Regions from separate parts of the Bos taurus genome. Here region 1 is linked to region 2. The links are chromatin contacts, called in public Hi-C maps. All regions are on one chromosome and are shown on one strand. Each heading gives the region's core, a stretch centred on a gene start, on an enhancer-like site or on the middle of the called end of the contact. The rest is flanking DNA. Distances are from core to core; before and after follow the strand shown.

Region 1 (5,366 bases), core at 2,349-4,848, 34 kb before region 2:
CTGGGGAAGGGAGGGGAGTGTGGAACCTGGGGGCGGCAGGGACGGCCTCGGTGGAGGGCAGTGTGGGGACGTGACCCGCGCGTGGGCTCACCTCGTCCAGCACGGCATTGCGCTTGGCCCGCTGCCGCTGCCGGAGCAGCACCAGGCCGGCGATGATGTCCGACGGCACAATGTCCAGGTCTCGGAAAAACTCGGCAAAGAGGTAGGCGATTTCCGAGTAGGCATCCTACATGGTCCAGGGAGGCGGCGGGGGGCGGTGGCAGGGAGCAGGAGAGAGGACAGAGGCCGGGCGTGAATGTCCGGGGATGGGCGTCCGCAGGGACCCTTCTCCGGCCCTGCTCCCCCACCCCCCCTCCTGTCCTTGGCACTCCTTTGGCACTCAGGCACTGGCCTGACACCCCCGAGCCATTTCCTGCTCCAGGACTAGGAACCAAGGCCTGCAGGCTCGGCCTGTTTCTCCTTCCGCCCTTCTCTCCAGCAGAGGAGCCAAATGAGCTCCTGGCTGCTTTTTTCCCATGCTGTTTCTTCCCACCTCCCTCCAGCTGTGACCCTGAATGGCCCCGCTAAAGGCCCTTTGGAGCCCAGGATCTCAGGCCCCCTCCCATTTCTGCCCACAACTGGAGGCTCAGGGACCCCCACCATGTGTCTGGAGAAGGGGTGTGTGATGCAGGGCCCCTGGCCCCCAGCTGCCCTGCAAGCTCTGTCCTCAGGACACCCGTGCTTGGGGCCGGGGGTTGGGAGGAGGTCGTGCGGACAGAGGCAACCCTGCCAGCCCTGTGCAGAGTCCTCTCTGCCTCCCGACAAGTGGGAGCCTGGAACCTCTTCCCTAACCTGTCAGGAGAGGCTGTGGTGGGAACAGACTCATGGCAACCGGCTTTCTCCTGCTGGGTTTCGCCCCTGAGTATCTGGCACTTGTGAGAGAAGAAAAATCAAGGGCTGCAAACTCAAGCGCCTAATGCAAGGGCCGAATCTAGAAATACTGAACTCGACACAAACGCCCCCGATTTTTAAATCCTGGCATCCAGTGCAAATGTTTGAGCAACATAGTGTGAGCTGATCAAAACTCTGGGCGGGACCTGACCTGACCTGACCTGATCACCATCAGTGTCTGGTGGGACCCAGCTTCTGGGGAACCCCCTGCCTTTTCCCAGTCCAACACCAGCCCCTAATCTGCCTGCCAGGAGGGGTGGATGTGCCCTGGATGAGACCCCCCCAGAGAGCCCCGTGGGGGTGCTTCCCACCCACCAGGGAACCTCCGGGGGTGGGAGGGGCTTTCTTACACTTGATTACTCACTCTATGGCTCAGCAGGGGCTGCGGGTGGGTAGGAGCCACTGGAGGCTTTTCCGGTGGCTTCCATGGAGGGCACTGGCTGTCTGGCTCAGGCAGGAGTGGTCTCCTGACCTCACTGGCTCTGCCACTACCTAGCTGTGGGACGCTGAGCAAGTCACTCCACCTCTCTGGGCCTCAGTTGCCTGATCTGCAAAATGAGGGGTGGGGCTAGATGATCCCTAAGGACCCTGCCAGCACTGGAGGGGGCGGGGCTCCACGGAGGGCTCCCCAGGGCCCTGCCTCCCCTCCCCCACCCAGGGGCCACCCACTGCTGACCCACCTTCCTTCTGCAGCGCCCTAGTGGGTGCGGAGGGCTGACGGTGCCTGGCCAGGGCCGCACTGACCGCACGGCAGCTGATCTTACAGAAGGACTTGCAGCTGGTTGTGGTTTAGTCTGGCGACCCCATGGACTGTACCCCACCAGGATCCCCTGTCCATGGGATTCTCCAGGCAAGAATACTGGAGTGGGTTGCCATACCCGCCTCAGGGGATCTTCCCAACCCAGGGATCGAACCCATGTCCCCTGCATTGGCAGGCAGATTCTTTACTGATGAGCCACCAGGGAAGCCCTTGCAGCTGGTGAGATGCTGCTGGCTTTTCTTTGTCTTCAGGTCGCCCTGATACTTGAGTACCTCTTCTCCTAGACTCATCTCTAAGTTCCAAGGGGGTCAATAAAAGGTCTTCCCATTTTTCTGTCCCCTGACAAAGGAAGGGAAGGGCTGTTTCACATGCAGGAGGGAGTCGGGTGGTGAATGACAACAGGTCCTCTGAGGAGCAGGCTGTCACCTCCTGTCCTGCTCAAAGCCCGGCCCCGCCCCACCCGGCAGAGCCAAGGACCCGAGCCCCAGGGCGGCGACTTCCCAGTACTTACTGACTGGGAGTCCTTCGTCCGAGTGCAGCAGAGGAACACTTTGAGCCGGCGTGACCAGCTGGTGGCCTGACCCTCTTCTAAGCGGTGCCTGCAGTGGGGGAGAGTTGGTATGTGTGAGGTCAGAGGGCTGGACCAGAAGAGCTGGGCCCAGACATTACAGAAACAGGGCAGCCTGTTCTCAGGGCCCTGGCAAAGGGCTCCCTGGCAGGAGGGTCTGGGGGGACAACAGGCCTGGGCCGGATCAAAGCCACGGGGCCAGCGAGCTGTCAGCCTGCAGGGCTCTCCCTGAGGGGCTCCTGCTGGCCGAGGCCGGGGCCTGTGCTTCCAGCTTCTGACACGAGGACACCAGCACACCCGGGGGCTTCGGAGCTGGGAGCCCGAACTGGGGGCTGCCCTGAAGCCCACGCCAAAGGCTCCAACCAAGGGCCCTGGGAGCTGGCGGCAGAGTGCTGGGCCTCCCTGCCGATTTATTCCACATTGGGAGCAGACCTGCTGGCCAGACCTGTTCCCCTCTCAGAAAGAATTTCTCTCATCTCTGTACTTGGGGAAGCTTAAGGGGCTGAATGAGGTTCAGCATGCTGCAGCGCCTTAGATCCGTTATATTACAGGGGAGAGGGCCCTGCCCTTCATCTGCATGGCTGGCTCCTCTCCATTCCCCCACCTCCACCCCCAGCCCCAGTGGGTATGGCTGCTCTGATGGGGAGGCAGGACACCCAGGAGTCTGCACTCAAAGCAAGAGTGATTGATTGGCCAGTTATCCACAGAGACCCTTCCAACGCTGAGTGTCCAGAGGTCAGTGTGTGTTTTGAGCATAAAGATCACAGATCCAACATTAAAAATGTACATTTCCAGACTGAGCAAGAGGGGCTGGCTGGCTTTCGTGACATGCGCCCTCCCCGCCAGCCCTTTCAGAGCCTGGTGCTGGGTGGTCAGGAGGGGCAGGCTCTGAATGACCCTGGATGCCTGCAAGGCACTTAGCATCCATCAGCAGTGACAGGCCAGGCGGTCGCTGCCTCCGCCTCCTCTCTGCAGCTAACAGCCACTTCCTGCTCCCAATCCTGGTGCCACAGCGCTATGGGCCGCAAGGACAGGGGAAGCCACAGGGCCATCAGGGCGACAGGAGTAGGTTAGGAAACAGGGCAAGGGGCTTGCTGTTTCTGGAACCTGCCAGCCCTAAGGGACTTGGGCAGCCTCATATCCTAAGCCAACGTCCCCCTCTACTGGGGGCTGGATGAAGGGACAGCATGTCGGCTAAGCTGAGTACCCAGAGCATCGCGTTCTTTAACTCTTTCTAACCAAACTGGCTGTCAAACATTCAAAGACAATTTCCTCCCTTCCCTCTGGCAGATGAAGTCCTGTATACTCTACTGCAGTACACTTTATGCCCACCAGGGGGCAGATGGAGCCAATGACATGTTTGGCCTAATACATCTGTTGGGCTACAGAGACCAAGATACCGGGGAGGGACATTCTGTCTGGACCGAAAGTTCATGGACCTGGCACACCTCTGCCCTGGGGCTCACTAAAGCGAAAGGAGGGCAGACACTCCAGCAGAGATCCAAGGTCAGGCTCCCAAGGAGCAGTGGTGAGAAGAACCCATCCCAAACCCTTCCAGATTTCGCCGGAAGGAGAAAGGGCCCAGGACTTGAGCAGCTCCCTAACTCCCAGAAACTAAAATAACCCAACGGTGTGGATCAGCGCGGCTTGTGCACAAAGCCAAACCTGGAAGCAGATGAAGGGTCAGCAGGCTTGAAAAACGTCCTTGTTAAGAAAAACTTTCTGTTGGTCTAAGAGCAGAGTGAGGGGGCCAGGGGGAAGAGCCGGAGAGGTGGTCACAGTAACCCAGTCATGGACTGGGCTGCCCTCTCCAGCCCATCCAAGAGCTGGAGAATCCGCAACAGGTGGGGGTCTAGGAACTTGAGGCCTTTTACAACCCGCACAGGGCCCAGAACCGCTAGAAGACTTACTAATTCAGATGACAGCCACCACCAACCACCTCCACCTTAAAGGCATTGGCTGCCCTGGGCCCCAAAGGCAATTATCCAGAGTAGGGGAGGGGAATTTCCTCGCCGCCCCCCCTCCCCGCCAGGGCCCCAGGAGCCCAGAAACCAGGTCAGGTGGGGGCACGTGCTCGGAATGAGCAAAATGGGACAGGTGGTGGTGGCCAGCTGCGCCACCGGGAGGAACAACGGGCTCTGGGGCCTTAGCTCCCAAACCTGGCATTTGGGGCTGGGAGGTGGCCAGTCCAGGCGTGGGTGTGGCTCTGGTTGCAGGGCCCAGCTGACGTGGAGGGCCCAGGGGGGCTGGACGGAGGGGCGTGGGAGGGTGGGGTGGGGGCCCAGGCAGCCCGCTCCCCTGGGTGAGGGCTCCCACCCCTGCTGCCCTGGGCTGGGGGTGGAGTGGCAGCTTCACTCCCCCACCAACCTGACTCGGGGCACGTGGCCTGCCCTCCCTGGGACTCGGACCGCTCATCTGTAGAATGGGTCTCACAGCCACACCAGAGTTGGCCAAAGGATGAAAAGGACTGCTGGTGGAAGTGCAGGGCCTAACCCCGGACAGAAGCTCAATGAGCGGGAGCCACTGGGGCCTACCCTGAGAGCCCTTCTGCTCTTTTTCTTTCAATAAACAGGAACTCTGTGACCGTCCTGGATGCCCTGCCTCATTTTCTCTGCCTCCCTCCTTCTCCAAAACACTGTGAAAAACACTCCCCCCGGCAAGAAGCCTGCCTTGGTTAACCTCCTGCAGCCCCCTTAATCCTAGAGGCAGCCTCGCCTAGTGGTTAAGAGCCAGGGCTCTAAGGCCAGACTGACTGAGCTTGACCCAGCTCCACTGTTGGCCAGCTGCGCTACCTCAGGCAAGTCACATAACCTCTCTGTGCCCCCGTTTCCTCCTCTGTATTATGGGGATGACACCAACAGCGACCTCAGGGAGTTACTGTAAGTTAATACGTGCACTTCTGGGCTCACTTGTCTGAGCGCTTCCTATTACTACTCCCATGTTTTAGTCCTGAAGATGATCTGAGCACGAAGCTCCCGTGAGCGCCAGTGTTCACCACTCTGATAAACACCCCGGCAGCTGCACGAGGCAGGAATGATCGCGTTCCCACTTTACAGACCAGGAAGCCTTGGGCCAGCACCTGGGGCTCACACAGGTGGAGATGCAGTG
Region 2 (5,776 bases), core at 1,393-3,892:
GCCCCACAATCATGGCAAGAGGTGAGACCTCAGAGACCAGGGGAGTCAACCCAACTGCTCAGAAGTGCTCCCCGGGAAATGCAGGCGGGGCTGGGGGGTGGGCTGTCTGCTGTGTCCACGCCCACATCCTTCCCTCTGGGCCCACTGTGTTGGTGGCCCCGGTCTGGGTGGGGGTTGCGCCTCCTGAAACCTACAGGCTCTGTGGACTCGGTCGGGGGTTGGGGGGGCAGGAAGCGGGAACTGGGGTGGAGCTACCAGGAGCTCAGTTTGGTCTGAGGACATTCTTTCTTCGCAGCCAGACTCAGCTCTGTGTGCCTTTTGAAAGGCAGCAGAGAATATCTGTGCTCAGCCCAATGAGGCTGGCCCCTTTCAACCTTCCCCTTGCTGCCATTTCCAATTACAACTTCAGAGGCGCCTGTAATTTATACATCTCAGGATGCACTGCTCCAGCCGCTTTATGATGGGAGTTCATTACACCATTAAGGTTAAACTTTTATAAAGTACTGAGCAGGTGGTGGGCTGGGCGCCCGGCTTAGTTACCACTGCCGGAAGCCTGCTGAATAGGGTTCACCTGGGGTGGAGGGGGGTATCAGGTTCTCTGAAGGGGCCAAGAAATGGAGAAGGCGGTCCCAGAGAATGGGGGCCCTCTGTTAGCCATTTATTACGCCGCACGGTGGAGCAGGCAGGCGACAAGGAGAACAATCTGCAGCAGCTCAGCAAGGCTGGCAGGGGGCGTGGGGGTGAGTGGAAGCCCCCCCAAGCGGCCTGCCAAGGCACAGGGTCTGAGCCACGGACGGGCCCACACGTGGGCAGTGACAAAGGAGATGGGAGGCTGGTCCTCTCAGCAATAGGGTGGCTCTGGGGGTCTTCCTTTTGTAGGAACCTGTCCTTCCTGGGGCTCAAGGGGTCCCCCAACCCGATACCAGGTCGGGGAGCAAGAATGAACACCTCCCGCCGCTCCCCCCCAACCCGAGAGCAGGGGCCAGATGAATGGGGGTCCCCCAGCTGGCCAGCTGCAAACACACGGCCTTGAGCAGGTTTCTTCAGTTCTCTAAGGAAGCTGAGATCCTCAACCCGCCCCTCAGCTGTCAAACGCACATGCCTCCCTCCCAGGGCATGGTCCCAGCACAGAACTGGGTGAGCGCCCACTGCACCAGAGCTGTGTCTGTTCTTCGCATTAAATGAGTTAAGGGCAGACAGAGCACTGAGGAAGGTGTACCCAGCAGGGAGAGGATTCTTGGCTCTTTGTTGCCGTTGTTACATTGTCTGTTTATGTATCCGGCCCTAACCTGGGAACTCTCTGAGGAAGCGGTGGTAACTTAGCTTACTCCCAGCTCCAGGCACGGAACTTTGGCCTGCAGTAGCTGCTTGACCAGGGTCCCTGAGAGCGGGTGGATGGGAGTTTTACAAGTGGCGGGGCTGTTCCTGGCTCTGCAGACTGGCCTGGGTCCCAGGGACGGTGTCGGGCGGAAGACCAAGTTCTCTCAAAGGTATGAGGCTGAAGCCACCTCTTGAGAAACATTCCTTGACTTCCTAGGAGGAAAGAGACTCCAGATGTGGCTGGATTTTCTGGCTCCAGGACCCCGGGCTTGACTCCCCTTCTCCTTCCACAAGTGCCCAGAACCCAGGAGGATGAAGCAGGGTCTGCTGGCTCAGGAAGCACTGCTGTGGCCGCGCAGGCTGGCCTCCTCCAGTCGCAGGAGAGGCTGCCCCAACCGACAGGCTCCCAGGGCTGGACAGGACCGGATGGGACTCTGGACTTGTCAAGGTCACCAGCGTTCTTGGCTGTGAGTCCAAGTCATGACCCCCATGCTTGGGGTGCACAGTCCCACCCACAGTCCATCTTCCCACAGTCGTGGGGAGGGGGAGGGGCGGGGGGACGGCCCCTTGGCACAAAGGGGTCAGAGACTCTCTAAGGAAAGACTGGCCTCTCCCAGAAACCTCAGGGGAGGAAAAGGTGGATGAAAAAAAAGAAAAAAGAAAAAAAGGCAGCCGGATGGAAGAGGCGCCAAAGGGAAGGAAACCAAACTAGGAGAGGAACCAAGAGGGATGGGCCACCTCGGAGAGTGCTGGGGTGGGAACAGGGTTGGATGCCAGAGGGCCGGCGGGTCACTGCCAGCCCTGAGAAGCGCCAGGGTTGCCTGGCTGCAAGATGCAGCCTCATGAAAGTTGCGGAGGGTCCCCTGGGGGGACAGATGAGTGGACGGCAGGTAACATTTACAGTGCTCCTGGCATTGAGCAGAATGTCCAAAGAGGTGGCATCTCATTTGATCCCAACAGCTGCCCGGTGTGCTGTGTTCCACTAGACACCCCCCCCCCACTTTAGAGACGAGGAAACTGAGGCTCTGAGAGTTGAGGGGCTTGCCCACATAGCAGTGGACTTGAATGGAGCTTTATGCTAAAGTCCATGTTCACAGGCCTATGTTACACTGACTTTAAAGAGAGAATGAATCGGAGCTGGGTGATTGGAAGAATAAGAGGGGCAGCGTGGTCTTGGGAGGCTTGGCCGGGCCGAGCGGGCTAGGTGGGCAGTGCCAACCAGGAGGCAGCATGTCCAATGAGACTACAGAGGCCAGGACGGTCCGCTGGGCCCAGGGCTGCCGGGAGGACCTGGGCCAGCCCGAAGCTGCAGCGGGGCAGCTGGCCCAGGGCAGTGTAGAGCTCCTCTGAAGTAGAGTCTGATGTAATCCCCGCCTGCAGAGGGCGGAAACTTGGGAAATGAAACCAGCCGTCACCTCGCTGCAACCCGGCCACAGATTTCCAACGGCCATGCCAGGCGGGCCTCACCCCTGCCACAGTCTAAGGCCTCTGCCCTCCTCCCTGGGGCCCAGGGGAGCACCGCCAACCTTGCCCCCAGACCCAGTCCAGCGCTGAGACATGCTCGGAGTAAAGCTGATGAGAAAGCAGAGGGTTTCTAGCCAACGCCCTGGGAAGCCTGCCATCGGGAAGCTGACGGTCTCACCGCCTTCTGGAGCAGACGTGGGGCTCACCTCTCCAGCGGGCTTTCCGCATACTTGGAGGGGTGAGGGGAGGTACTCCAGGGTGGCATGGTGAGCCATCCTCTGTCCGCACTGAACCTGCCTGAAGTGATCTGGTCAGGCTGCCCGGGCAAGTGGCAGACAAGATGTGTGGTGAGGTCCGAATTCCAGGCAGGCCCCGTGCACTTCCACATGACCGAAGGCCCCAGGGCAGGTGGGGTGGCCTCCAAAGGACCCAGGCACGCTGGTCAGCCATTTGGGACACCAGACTGGGGCCTGGCCCCCTTGAGGACCTCCTGACCAGCTCTTGGCCCAGGAGGGTCCTCAAGCAAGGCCTTCCAGCTGGTAAACCACAGAATTCACTAGTCTGTGCGGGCAGCTCACAGCGTGGGTGTAGATCCCTGGCCCGGATGCATGCCCAGTCATAAGCATTCCTGGCCTTCATGCCAGGTCCTGAAGCTTTGAATCTCACACACAAGCAATTCTAACCCCTGACCAGCAGAGTGTCTTTCCCACCCAGCATTGCCTCTGAGCATGGGCACAGCCAGAGAAGGAGACAGAGTAAATATCATTGTTGCTGTTATACAAATGGGGCAACTGAGGCTTGGAAAGGCTGAATGACTCATCTGAAGTTGCCCAGCAGAGCCAGAGGCAGGATCCAAGCCTGGCACCCACGACCTGCTTTGCTGTCTCCCTAAAATCACCCATCTTGGGACCCTTGGAATGGGTGCTCCTGGTCCCATCCAACACAGGCCAACATATCAAACCAGACATGCAAAAGGTTTGAGGCCGCTGGATAAATACACAGATATCAGATAAACAGGCCAGGGGAGATGGAGAGAGGAGATAATTACGGGAGCATGAGGCCAGCACCCTGTATCTCAAGGCTGCTGGAGTACAGGAGGCTCTGCCCTCTGTCAGCCGACCACGTAGAGCACATTTCCACACCTCACCTATAAAACGGGTTAATACCACCTGCCTCTTGGGTGGTCATGGGGATTAAATGAGCTAATGCATGAAAAGTGCTTAGCATGGCGCCTGGCGTGTTCGGTAAGTGCTATTTGCCATCATTTTTAGTCTTTAGTGAGAACATGCATTAGTGAGGGGAACAAGCCATGAACGTTTAACAACACACACTCAGAAGGGCGCCTGTGCTCCAACCCCTGACCGCATCACGTAGTACAGTCCTGGTGTGCGATGGCCGGGGGGTGGGGAAGAAAGGCATCACAGTAGATGGGGGCACTGTGTGGGCCTGAAGGAGAGGCAGGGCTCAGGGAGGAGAGGGGAAGGTCCCGGGCTCAAGCCCTGGCTTCCCACCTACTTGCTGTGTGTCCTTGGGCAGGTAACTCACCCTCTCTGAGCCTCCTATAAGACACGAGTGGAGAGGGATGGACAAGTAGAGGGATACTTATCACAAGGAGTAAGTGGGATTCTCTCTGTGCTATATGCTGTCCCAGGTTGAGTTCCCAGCATTCACAAAATGGAAACTATTGTTATTATTACTGTTATTTGGTGGCTGAGCAAAGGCTCCTGGAGACAGATGCCCTGAGGCCTCCCGACCCCTCAAACCTGAAAGGGTCTGGCAAGAGCCGAGGGTGGGGCTCTGGCCCTAAGGTGGGTGGGGGCAGGGAGCCAGAGGAGCGGCCTCACCGACCTCACCCCACGTGAGGCTTGCCCAGAGGGAGCCGCCGCGTGCTGGGAGGTGCAGGGCGGATTGTATATAATGAAGAGACATCAATAATAAATTAACCTCAAGGAAGTCCAGGAACATCAATCATAAATTAATTAAATGGCTCCGGGAAAGGCAAGGACAAGGGGCCACTTTGGGGCGTAAACTGCCTCACCTTACACAGCACGGCCCACCCTCCTGTCCCCGGCCTGCAGGCTCTGCAGCACGGCCATCTCCAGGTGGAGGAGCTGGTCCTCAGGAGCAGCTCCCCAAACGCAGGTGAAGCTAAGCCCAGCTCTCCTCCCACCCAGCCTCCAACTCAGAGAGCTCTCAGACGCCAAGAGGGTTTCTGATGAAACTTCCCAGAATAGTAACCTCCTGGGCTGAACTCGGGCAGGCAAAACTTCAAGGGGTAATGTGGTGAGAAAATGATCAGACACCTGGCAAGAAATGTGAGGAACTAGAGCCCCCTTGGTGGGTGCTCGGGGATGAAGGAGCACAGCCTCCTTCAGGGCATCCCCGACAGCCTCCTGTTTGCACCCCCAACCTGGAACCTCCTCCCCACCAAGTCAAAGCAGCTGGAAGGCAAGTGTGGGAGCCGCATCTGAGTCCCAGAAGAGGCTCTGCCCCAGGCCCCCCCTCTTACTGACCAAAGTGACAAACCTCGTGGTCTCCACCTTCCCGGCCTCCCAAGGGCAGCCACTGCCTGGGTACCAGCCTCCCCGTTCCTGCTCCCCAGCCCCTGGGTCCCTGGCACCTGCAACAACACCTCTTCCCGGCACACTCCGCTCAGAACACTGTGGTGACTGCCATATTCAAGGACCGGACCTTCTGCCTCACGGCTGTGGCTCTTGGGGACCCAGCCCCAACTCACTTCTCTACCTTTTATCTCTTCCATTTCCTGCTCCCACGGTCAAGCCAGACCACAAAAGGTCAGCCCCTCGCTTTCTCAGCCATATCCCCTGTTGCTGCCATTTCCTCTACAGTCACCTGGCTGGCCCAGGTTAAAGGCCACAGCCACTTAAGTCTCCCCTGATCTCCATGGTTTGAGTCGCTCTCTCTCCTTTGACCTCCGGTAGCACCCACCTCTTGATGTTACAGTGGAGACCTCTAGGTCCATCTCGTAGCT

The links. A called contact is a pair of places that touch in the nucleus more often than the background predicts.
Region 1: a contact with region 2 is called in a Hi-C map of skeletal muscle, with 2.8 times the contacts expected there. The contact joins two enhancer-like sites. A contact is called at or near these places in 4 of 11 Hi-C or Micro-C datasets (blastocyst, liver, skeletal muscle and 1 more).

Annotation. Positions count from the first base shown.
Region 1 is chr29:40,165,648-40,171,013 of ARS-UCD2.0, reverse strand. It overlaps DAGLA (diacylglycerol lipase alpha), which reads right to left. Exons shown (of 19, transcript NM_001192583.3): 5 at 2,202-2,289; 6 at 92-226. Among named protein-coding and RNA genes, the nearest start is that of DAGLA, 6.0 kb to the right of the region's middle. Within about 2 kb of position 3,598, at least 5 of the 102 cell types and tissues checked have an H3K27ac peak or open chromatin away from gene starts, as enhancers often do. A contact at or near this core is called in skeletal muscle, where this site is marked.
Region 2 is chr29:40,130,102-40,135,877 of ARS-UCD2.0, reverse strand. It overlaps a transcript of DAGLA not described here. Among named protein-coding and RNA genes, the nearest start is that of DAGLA, 29 kb to the left of the region's middle. Within about 2 kb of position 2,642, at least 32 of the 102 cell types and tissues checked have an H3K27ac peak or open chromatin away from gene starts, as enhancers often do. A contact at or near this core is called in skeletal muscle, where this site is marked.